2 separate regions of the Capra hircus genome follow, and region 2 is linked to region 1. The links are chromatin contacts, called in public Hi-C maps. All regions are on one chromosome and are shown on one strand. Each heading gives the region's core, a stretch centred on a gene start, on an enhancer-like site or on the middle of the called end of the contact. The rest is flanking DNA. Distances are from core to core; before and after follow the strand shown. Region 1 overlaps TRIP4 (activating signal cointegrator 1). Region 2 overlaps OAZ2 (ornithine decarboxylase antizyme 2).

Region 1 (4,802 bases), core at 1,282-3,781:
ATTTCTTAACTTTTAAAGGCGGTTCTGTAATTATTCTCATTTTACCTTCAAAACTACTATATGCATTGAATCAGGGAAGGAAACCAAGACAACCAATGGTCAGAAATTTATATTCTATTTTTTAGGATATAAATTGAGAGTGCTTGCAGTGATTCTCATAACTCACTGCTGAAGTCAACTAACTTTGTTCTGTCCAAATCTGATTGCAGATGTCTATTTGAGTCACTCTCAATGAAAAAAGGTCTTATTTGTGGTTGTTCTTCCCAATCTAAAGATCTCAGAATTTATAGTAGTTATTTTACTCTCATAATAACAAAAAATATAGAAAATTAAGACTAGTTGGTTGATTCCTGACGCTGGGAACTGAGATTTTTCTTTGTCTTGTTTGGGGACTTAATGCTTTGAATAGCTGTCCATGATTTGCCACACACACACGTAGTTTAAAGTCCCCTTCAGCCAAAAAAAAAACCCCCAAAAAGCCACAGGAAGAAGGAAGTGAAAGAGGATGAACGTCAGTGACTTCTCTCCACAAAGTAAGACTGAAATTAGAAGAGTATGTGGCTGTTACCTTTCCCACGGAGGAGGAGATAAGTAGTCTGGAGTTCTGAGACTTCTTGAGGAGAGGGTCTTTTTGCTGTGGCTGCTATCCAAAGTCTTCCTCTGTGAGGGGTGTACCAACTTCTGCCCTCCACCCTTAAACAAATACAAATTTAGCGGGAAGAATCTAAATGCTAGTGTCTACTAAAAAAATGTAGTGATGCTTTGACTTCTAGTATGTGGAGGACTGGTACATGGACATTTCTGCCTAAAAAAACTATTGCCATGACCTAGCTAATAACTGTAGAGTCCTCCTCCCATAGAGGATCTCACAGGTTCGAGCTAAGTCGTTCAGGCATGTCCGACTCTGCAACCCTATGGGCTGCAGCCCACCAGGGTCCTCTGTCCATGGTTTCTCCAGACAAAAATACTGGAGTAGGTTGCTATTTCATTCTCCAGGAGGATCTCATTAACATACAGCAAATTATCCAGGTGAGCCAAGAGATTTACAGATGATGTATCTCACCACAAGGGGTATTTCTGATAAAAAAAAAAAATTTCTCCTGTAATACCTTTCACTTGAATATGAACCCTGTTCCCTAGTTTTCCCTTTCATTAGAACAAATCATCTCTCTCAGATCCTATTTTTTACCTATCTCTGTAACTCAGAAATGAAGCTTTCACCAGCCTTTGGACCTCCACAATCCAAATCTTCCGTTTTCAAAGCATCCGAGATGTATCACAAAAATTAAAATCCCTGCCTTTGAGTCATAAAAGATTTGTTCATTGTTCTCTAACCTGCCAGAAAAATCCCCACCCACACATAACTCCTGAAGAATAGTACTTTCACAGTTACTATTTAAGAGTTTAACTAGATAAAAATGCTATCATCTTTAAATTGCGAAGACATTCATTTATATTTTCCAAGTATTTTATAAGGGTTATATTCTTTGTAGATAATTAAACAACCTGTTAACTAATTTGAAAGAACCTTTAAGTGGAGTAACAAAATGCAATCAAGAGAATGTTACAGCTATCTACTTTCTAAGGATTACAAAAGATGTGTCTCCTTTAGTTTCTACAATACAAAATAAAGTAGCCGGATAACATAACCCTATTATATGTGCCTTATAATGGGAAACAGAAATTCTCTTATCCTTAGTTTTCTAACAGAGATGAATTGGAAGAGTACCAGGCTCGTGGTAGATACCCAATAAGTGGAGAATGTATCAATATATTCCTTCCCTCTACTCCAAATGATCCCAAGGGATACTGGGAAAATAGTCTCACAAATGTGGCAGAACCACCCACTTTGTTTCTGTGGGATTAGTGACTGTGGGTTGGATGCTGTTCATCCTGTTCTTTTAAGTGAGAAAATATGGATAACACAGATCCAAAATAAGATGAGAGCAATATAAACATTCTGATTCCCTCAGCAAAAAGCAAGCTGTTTCGTATTCTACTTTGGGAAAGAAAGACACCTCAACTGCAGAGAACGGAATAAGAGCAGACATCTGAGGGCCCAGGGACCCTGGAGCAGCAGATTCACATGCACTTGTAATGCCACTTTGTACATGGATTACGGAACATTTAGGAGGCAAAGCAGCAAAGGCGGACTTTCAAGAAGGGAGAAAAATGGTAATGCACCTTCACAGAAGGTAAATCACAGCTAACAACATTAAAGTTGAAATGACTGCTCCTAAGTTCTGATAATAATTTTCTTTCAAGAAAGCAGAAAAATGACTGAAGCTTACAAAGTAAGAGTTGAAACAGCACTTTGAAAACCAGAACTCTAGATCCACATCTGGCACTAACTAGGCTTTGCAACTCAGAGCAACCTATTGGGTTGGTCAAAATGTTTGTTTGGGTTTTTTGTTTTGTTATTTTTGGCTGCACTGGATCTTTGCTGCAGTGCGCAGGCTCTACATGGCAGCATGTGGGCTTATCTCTAGTTGCAGTGTGCAGGCTTCTCTTGTTTTGCAGCACAGGCTCTAGAGTGCCCAGGCTTCTTCAGTCGTGGCTCATGGGCTTTCTACTTGCAGTGCACAGGCTTAGCTGCCTCACAGCATGTGGGATCTTGACCAGTGATGGAACCCCCATCCCTTGCATTGCAAGGTGGACTCTTAACCACTAGACCACCACGGAAGTCCTCATTCGGGTTTTTCATAACATGTTATGGAAAAATCCAAACACATTTTTTGGTCAATCCAATCAACACTTTGCCTGCTTAAGTGTTTAATAAGACTGTAATAATACTGGACTTAGCTACTTCAATACGGCTACTGTTTTGAAAAGTATAAAACTGTATTTAAATATAAGGCATTATTATTGGGATAAGTTAGAACACTGGCAGGGATATAAAATTCTAACAGATAAAACAAGAAGGAAAAAATAGGTATTTATATCCTCACACTCACTGCAGTATTATTTATAATAGCCAAGACGTGCAGACAATGTAAATGTTCATCAATGGATGGATGAAGATTATTCAGCCATAAAAGAAAACGAAGTCTTGCACTTGCCACTATCTGGACCAACCCTGAAGAATTATGGTAGAAAGATAAATATTTTATGATCTTACTTTACACGTAGACTCTGAAAAAAGCAAACTCATAAATACAGTGATAAACTGAGTGAAGGCAGTCACAATGTACAAACTTTTAATTATAAGATAAATCCTGGGGATATAATGTGCAGCACAGTGATTATAGTTAATAATATTATACTGCATATTTGAAAGTTGCTAAGAGAGTAGGTCTTAAAAGTTCTCATCACAAGAAACAAAAAAATTTGTAACTATGCAAGGTGATGGATTTAAGACAAATATATCATGGTGATCATTTTGCAAAATATACATATATATGTAATCATTATGTTGTACACCCTGACGATGTTTTATGTCCATTATATCTCAATAAAACTGGGACAACAAGGGAGAATGAACATATAATAGTAAGTGAATGAAGAAAACCATAAACATATATATATATATTATGACCTCACTATATAACAATTTGTGAAGGATAAAGAATTTAAACAAACACTCCAAAATTATAACAATAGCTGTTTCTAGGCAGTAGAATTCTTTCTTTCTCTAGCTCATTTTCTGTATTTATCAATTTTCTGTTTACATTTACAAAAGCAAAGGGAACAGTTGAACTCAGAGGAAATATATGAAACCATGGAAGAGTAAGCTATCACCATTACTCACATGTACGACTTTATACGACCTCTACTTATCCTCACTACTCCTCCCCACTTTTTGTAGAAAAGGAATTTGTGGTAAAACAGCTTCTCAATATGGTTATTCACATTAAAAAATAGATGCACAGATAGAAAAACAAAGTCATAATTAGGCTAGTGACTTTTAAGAATTAGTAAACAGGCATAAGAACTCTGAATTTCCAATAGGATCAAACCATTAAGGTTGCTGAGTGCTATATTACAAAGGCAGACGCAAGGGAAGTTTTCTCAATAAGCTTCATTCCAAAGAAGAAAAAACGTACATTCTGTTCTTTGTTATGACTAGGATCTGTGATCTTTCTAAACTCAGTTTTTTTAAGCTATTCAGTGAAAAAAAAAGTCCATAACATGCATGAATACACTGCTTAAAGTTCTATGTGCTGAAGGGTATCATAAATCATTGCTAGGCTGGCAAGAAGAATCCCAATCCATAAAGCGAAATCAAATTTACGTAAAATCTTTCACTGTCAAAATTCACTTCTGTCCTTACCTTTTAATCCCTCGGACAAGCAGAGAAGCCCAAGGCTGATGCATAGAGAGGCACCAGCCGCCATCAAAGCCTTCCTGAAATTCTTGGTCCTGGATTCGAAACTGATGCCGACATGAGCTGAACTCTAGTCCTGATCCTGCTGGATGGAAAGCCTTCTTCTGTGAGGCCGCACCCGTCTGGTCTATCCACTATGCAAGAAAGAAATCAAACACATAATTTTGTCTGACAAGGGAAAAATCTGGAATAGGCCTACAAAATGAGATGAATTCTATTAATATGGAATCAAGCTGGGAACATTCTCTTAGAAAAATGTACCCCCACCTTTGTCTGAAACAAAGTCAAAAAAAGTGGAGAAGGTATAAATTCAGTAGAAGTCCCAGGTATGATAACATGGTCCCATCTTACGGATAATGCTGAATTCTCCAAATATAGCTTCCTAATTTCAGCAAGAGCACAACTATCAGACCAAATAAATGATTTGAAATTATTAACACTTTAAATGTATTAATGATCCATACTGGATTCTAGAGAA
Region 2 (5,184 bases), core at 2,640-5,139, 230 kb before region 1:
ACTGTCTCACTGTCTTTATCTCTTGCAGTAGTATTTTGCCTTTGAGTAACTGTCCCCAGCTCCAGTGCTGCAGGCACATTGTTCCGGGGCCTCTGTGGTGCTCCTGATGCCCCTCACCCACTGTCGAAGATCCCCGGTGGGCGAGGGGGCGGCAGGGATCCTTCTCTCTCAGCTCTAATATATAAGGTAAGGCTACTATGGGATGGAAGGCTTGGAGCAGTGTCCTCCTCAGACACTGCTGAGTGGCTGCTTAAGGGCAGCGATGGTTTCCCTTAGTCTTCTGAGTCTTAGGCCAGTAGTGGAACTGGGGAGGACTTTGAACTGAGGCTGCTGGGAAGCTTTTGGGGAGTACCAAGCAGATGCCCTGTCTTCTCAGCTTAGGTCAGTTCTTAAGTGCTGGCTCTGGGTCCTGAGTAAGGGGGCACAGCTAGGGGGAGGGGGGCTGGTGAGTGGAGTAATGCACGCGCTCTTGCTGGTGCAGCTCTTCATTTTCTCCTGAGAAATGCCAAGAGCCAGGAGGGCGCTTTCCTTTGTCCATACCCAGGGCATGGGGTACCGCATGTTGCAGGGTTGGGGGTGGTAATGAGAGAGTCACCCTGGCAGCTCAGGGCACAGCCCAGTAGCTGTTGAGAACCCTGGGAGTCTGTTCTGAGATTGGTCTGGGCTGGGACATTTGCTGTCTTTTAATCTGTGAGCCCAGAGGTTGGTTTAGCATCTCCTGGAGACTGGCATTGAGGGGTGGCAGGGCAGCTGAGTCCGGGGCTCTTGAGACGGTGGCAGGGGTGACAACATGGACTCTGCAGTCACCCGGAGCCAGCTTGGGTTGACCTGAGCCAGCTGAATCTCAGCTCTGCCATTTGCTCACTGTGGAGTCTTGGGTCAGGTCCTTAATTCTACTGGGCCCTTGGTGTCTTAGGTTTAAAGTGGGGATGCTGATGCCTACCTCAAGTGCTTGTTGTAGTGATGGAAAAATGGGAAAGTACCTTGTACAGTACTTGACAACCAGTGGGCTCTTGGTAAATATCCCCTTCCAATCATGCTGGGGTTTAGCCATCCAGTGAGTGATGGCTCCATTTAGGCAGCATGTTGCTCTGATGTTCAGTGTGGCCTGTCACATACTGCCCTGAGGTTGGCCCAGGAGGGGTCCAGCACCACCTAGGTTGGGGGGCATTTGATGTGGCCAGAAGCAGCAGTGACCTGGTCCTCTGACCTGATCTCCTCCCAGGACGAGAAGCTCACTGTGACCCAGGACCTCCCTGTGAACGATGGAAAGCCTCACATCGTCCACTTCCAGTATGAGGTCACCGAGGTGAAGGTCTCTTCCTGGGATGCAGTCCTGTCCAGCCAGAGCCTGTTTGTAGAAATTCCAGATGGATTATTAGCTGATGGGAGCAAAGAAGGGTAAGGAGCAAGTGCTGGGCAAGGGCTGGAAGCCTGCTCCAGAGAAGGGCATGTGCTTCCTGGGGGCAGCAGATGGCCAGCCTTCTCCCGTAGCTCTCAGCTGCCCAAGTATATACAATTTTTTTAAAGGTTAGTGTTAGCCAGTAAAATGGGCCTATGATAATGAAAGCAGATCATTACCACATTAACCAAATTCTTGTCCTATAATGGTGTGGTTTAAATGGCCAGAAGCTCAAAGAAGCAGTGGAATTTCATTGGATTGGGCAAGGCCCTCCAACCATCCAGTTGTGGAAGAAGCAGTCCTGAGGATGGCGTTCTCGCGAGTGGCTCCAGCCTCTTGAAGTCCTTTTAGGTGGTGGTAGGGCCCAGAGTTCCTCTCTGCAGCAGGTGGTCACCATCAGACTTGGCAACTTTGGAGGGCCCCTGAGAAACTGGGTTCTCTTCCTAGGCCCCATACTTTCTTGTAAATTGCATTAAGTTGGCTAGTATTAATTTCAGATGAAGAACCTTTATTCCTGGGAGAGAGAATTCTGTAACAGTTTTCTTAAGTGATTGTGGTTTATTTTTTTTTCTGAACTCAGGGCTCCTGAGGTCTTGAAATAGGAAGTTCTCCTTGAAGCTTCCCTATTTACAGTGCTGACTGTAAGCCTCAGAAAAGCCTTGGGAGCAGGGGGTATAGAGGGATGGGGTGAAGTCCACAGGTGGCAGTGGGCTTGAGTGGTTTTCTTTGCTTCTTGCAGATTGTTAGCACTGCTAGAGTTTGCGGAAGAGAAGATGAAAGTGAACTACGTCTTCATCTGCTTCAGGAAGGGCCGGGAAGACAGAGGTGAGGGGCTGAGCAGCTTGAGACCAGGCTGGGGAGGGAAAAGGGGGCCTCCTAGTGAGGTGGGGCTCCTGAGTTTGACATATAAACCCTAGGAAATCATGGGATTGGTTGTGTCCAAATTTAGAAAAGGCCAGTGCATTTATTCCATCTTTGTTTTGGGTTTTCCCTTGATTTAGCCTAATTTTGTTTCTTATCAGAATCTTTTTTTTACACTTTTTTCTGCAGCTCCACTTTTGAAGACCTTCAGCTTCTTGGGCTTTGAGATTGTGCGTCCAGGCCATCCCTGTGTCCCCTCTCGACCAGATGTGATGTTCATGGTTTACCCCCTGGACCAGAACTTGTCCGATGAGGACTAATGGTCAAAGAGGATGCTTTGCCCAGGAGCCACAGTGGGGGAAGCGGGGAAGTTAGGCAGCCCTGAGACAGAAGAGGGAGCTTCTTGCTGTCCAGGGAAGGACGCTGAGGGGCTCAGGGTGAGGGTTGCCTATTGTGTTCTCGGAGTTGACTCGTTGAAATTGTTTTCCATAAAGAACAGTATAAACATATTATTCACATGTAATCACCAATAGTAAATGAAGATGTTTATGAACTGGCATTAGAAGCTTTTTAAACTGCGCTGTGTGATGTGCTCTATCTAGCCTAGGGGAGGCCACTGCCTAGAGGGGAGGGACTGCCTGCATCCAGGGGCCAGGCCTGGAGGGCTGGGGACAGCACTGTTGGGCTCAGGTTACCCTGCGGTTGGGCTTTCTTTTTTGGTTTCTAAGACTTGTGTATTTTCTTTCCTTGCTTCCCTGCCACCCAGGGGACTCTGGAGTATAGGCTTTCAGCCCCCTGGGCAGTGTCCTCCTATTGTTTTTTGACACTCCACCTGGGCTTCTCTCTGTGCTTTTGTGTCTGACCTGGAGAAAGCAGGTCTGACCCCTCCTTTACAGCTTAGTGTTATTCTGGCATTTGGTTAAGCTGGCTTAATCTGTTTATCAGCGCATTCAAAATAGGGGCATTGAAGTTACTCCTACCACCAGGGCTTTAGTTTGGGGGTGCTTGGATCTTAAAAAACACTAGCCAAACTCCAATTCTCAGATTATGGCCAGGAGTTCTTGCTCTGGGCTGCAGGCCTAGGCCCCAGGGTGTCTCCTTCCTAGGGTCACGAACAGCAGAGAGGAAGAGGAATAGTGACTCAGGGCCTGGGGGTTGTGGGGGAATTTGCTGTTAGGGACTGGATGCCTCTGCCTGGCTGAGTCTAGCGCTAACTGCCCCCTCTCCCTAACAGGCTCTGAGTAGTGCCTGAGACCCTGTTCTGCGGGCTCTCGTGTGGGACTGAGGGTGTAGAAGTGGCCTGCCCTTTTGTTTTCACTGAACAGCTTGTTCTAAGGGGGAAGGAAAGGGGAGAGATCTAGATTGGGTGAGGGGGGCGGGGGTGTCAGGGAGGCAAGTGTGTTGTGTTAGTGTGTCAATAAACTGATTTAAAGTTGTGGTTGGTCTGTCCTTTACTCTTCAACCAGGGCCGGCTTCCTTCTACTGTTGTCTTTTGAGTCTAGAGCCCAGCAGGGGTGTGATACACGCTTCTCAGGAAAAAAGCCGCCTTGCATCAGGACAAACGGCTGAGGTCTCTGGGGCCACATTACCACGCGAAGCAAGGGGTTGCTAGGAGTCTGGGACAGAATGCTGGAGCCCCCTAGAGACAGGTATGTACACAGAGCTTCATCCAGAATAGAGGCTAGACATACCAGGACCCAGCTTCTTTTTTGTCTAGGCCAGGTCCTGAAACTGGGTTCTGGCTTTCACACAGAGCTGCCTGACATTCCTGTTCCTGGGGGTGTCTGAAGGAAGTGGAACTCACCTTTCCTAGGAAGACAGTGTTTTCCTTTTGGAGCCCAGGGCCCTAAGGCACAGCTGCCCGTCCCCTGTACCACCAGCCTGATGAATCACCTCTCAGTGGCACTGGAGAGGGACAGAATCCTCTTCACCTGTGTGGTCTTAAGTTTCTCAAGGGTTTACTAGTGTTTTTTTTTTTTTTGCCTTTGCTTCTGTTTTCCCAAAGGAAGTACTGGGCATGTTCTTCTACCTCCTACGATGCTAGAACTATTTACTTACTGTTGAACTGTGGCTGTCCTTATTTTCTTTCTGAGTCTTTGGTGCATTATCACATTGTTTGTGGAGCTACTGGACCAAGTCATTAAGCTTGGACCCTATATAACATTTATGAAAAGAAGTGAGTTCAACACCTCCATCCTACGTGGTATTAGTAGAGAAAGTCTGGGCCTAGGGATTTCCCTGGTGGTTCAGTGGTTAGGAATCTGCACTCCCACTGCCAGGGAGCATGGGTTCAATCTGTGGTCAGGGATCTGATCCCACATGCTGTGCAGTGCAGCCAAAAAAAGTCTTGGCCTAGAGATGAATTCAACTGAAATGTGAAGGACTTTGAAAATGTCTTCCACTGAACAGAATCTGAAAAATGACTTTACAAGTCATTTGTAAAGTCATTACAAGTGAGATATTTACAGTGCGAATCCATGTGATGGCTGATAACGGCCAAGTTAATGTAGGCAGTTTAGGATTCAGATTGAATCCTAAATTGAAACCCGAGGAATCTACAAGACAGAGATAAAGAACCAGGAAAAACAGTTTTCTGTTTGCAAAGCTAGCAGAGTGGACAGGAAACACACCTGGGACTTTGCTGCCATCTGCTGGTAGATCCTCTTTAACACAACCAGAGTTAGGCTGAATTGGAAACCTGGGCACTCAGCTCAGGTTTATTTCTCTTTCAAAAATGATAAAATGTTTGCTAGATGAGACCACTGGCAGGACAGAAATATGGTATCCAAATTCTGCACTCCAATTAAAACAACTTAGAAGGTGAAATATCTTGGGAGTGGGAGGGTGGAGTTGGAAGGGGAGATATGTGAAAGGCAAACTAAGTCTAAATTTAAGAACAGGGACATTAAAAACTTTATTCA

Evidence for each region. Hi-C and Micro-C count contacts between places; a contact is called where the count stands out from the background.
Region 2: a contact with region 1 is called in a Hi-C map of blood, with 5 times the contacts expected there. The contact joins two enhancer-like sites. A contact is called at or near these places in 4 of 5 Hi-C or Micro-C datasets (blood and liver).

Annotation. Positions count from the first base shown.
Region 1 is chr10:57,438,075-57,442,876 of ARS1.2, reverse strand. It overlaps TRIP4 (activating signal cointegrator 1), which reads right to left. Exons shown (of 13, transcript XM_005685661.3): 9 at 4,271-4,458; 10 at 569-693. Among named protein-coding and RNA genes, the nearest start is that of TRIP4, 25 kb to the right of the region's middle. Within about 2 kb of position 2,531, at least 1 of the 5 cell types and tissues checked has an H3K27ac peak or open chromatin away from gene starts, as enhancers often do.
Region 2 is chr10:57,669,001-57,674,184 of ARS1.2, reverse strand. It overlaps OAZ2 (ornithine decarboxylase antizyme 2), which reads left to right. Exons shown (of 5, transcript NM_001290120.1): 2 at 29-186; 3 at 1,226-1,401; 4 at 2,142-2,227; 5 at 2,453-3,698. The coding sequence ends at 2,583. ZNF609 (zinc finger protein 609) reads right to left here. Exons shown (of 10, transcript XM_018054338.1): 10 at 5,149-5,184. Among named protein-coding and RNA genes, the nearest start is that of OAZ2, 12 kb to the left of the region's middle. Within about 2 kb of position 3,889, at least 3 of the 5 cell types and tissues checked have an H3K27ac peak or open chromatin away from gene starts, as enhancers often do.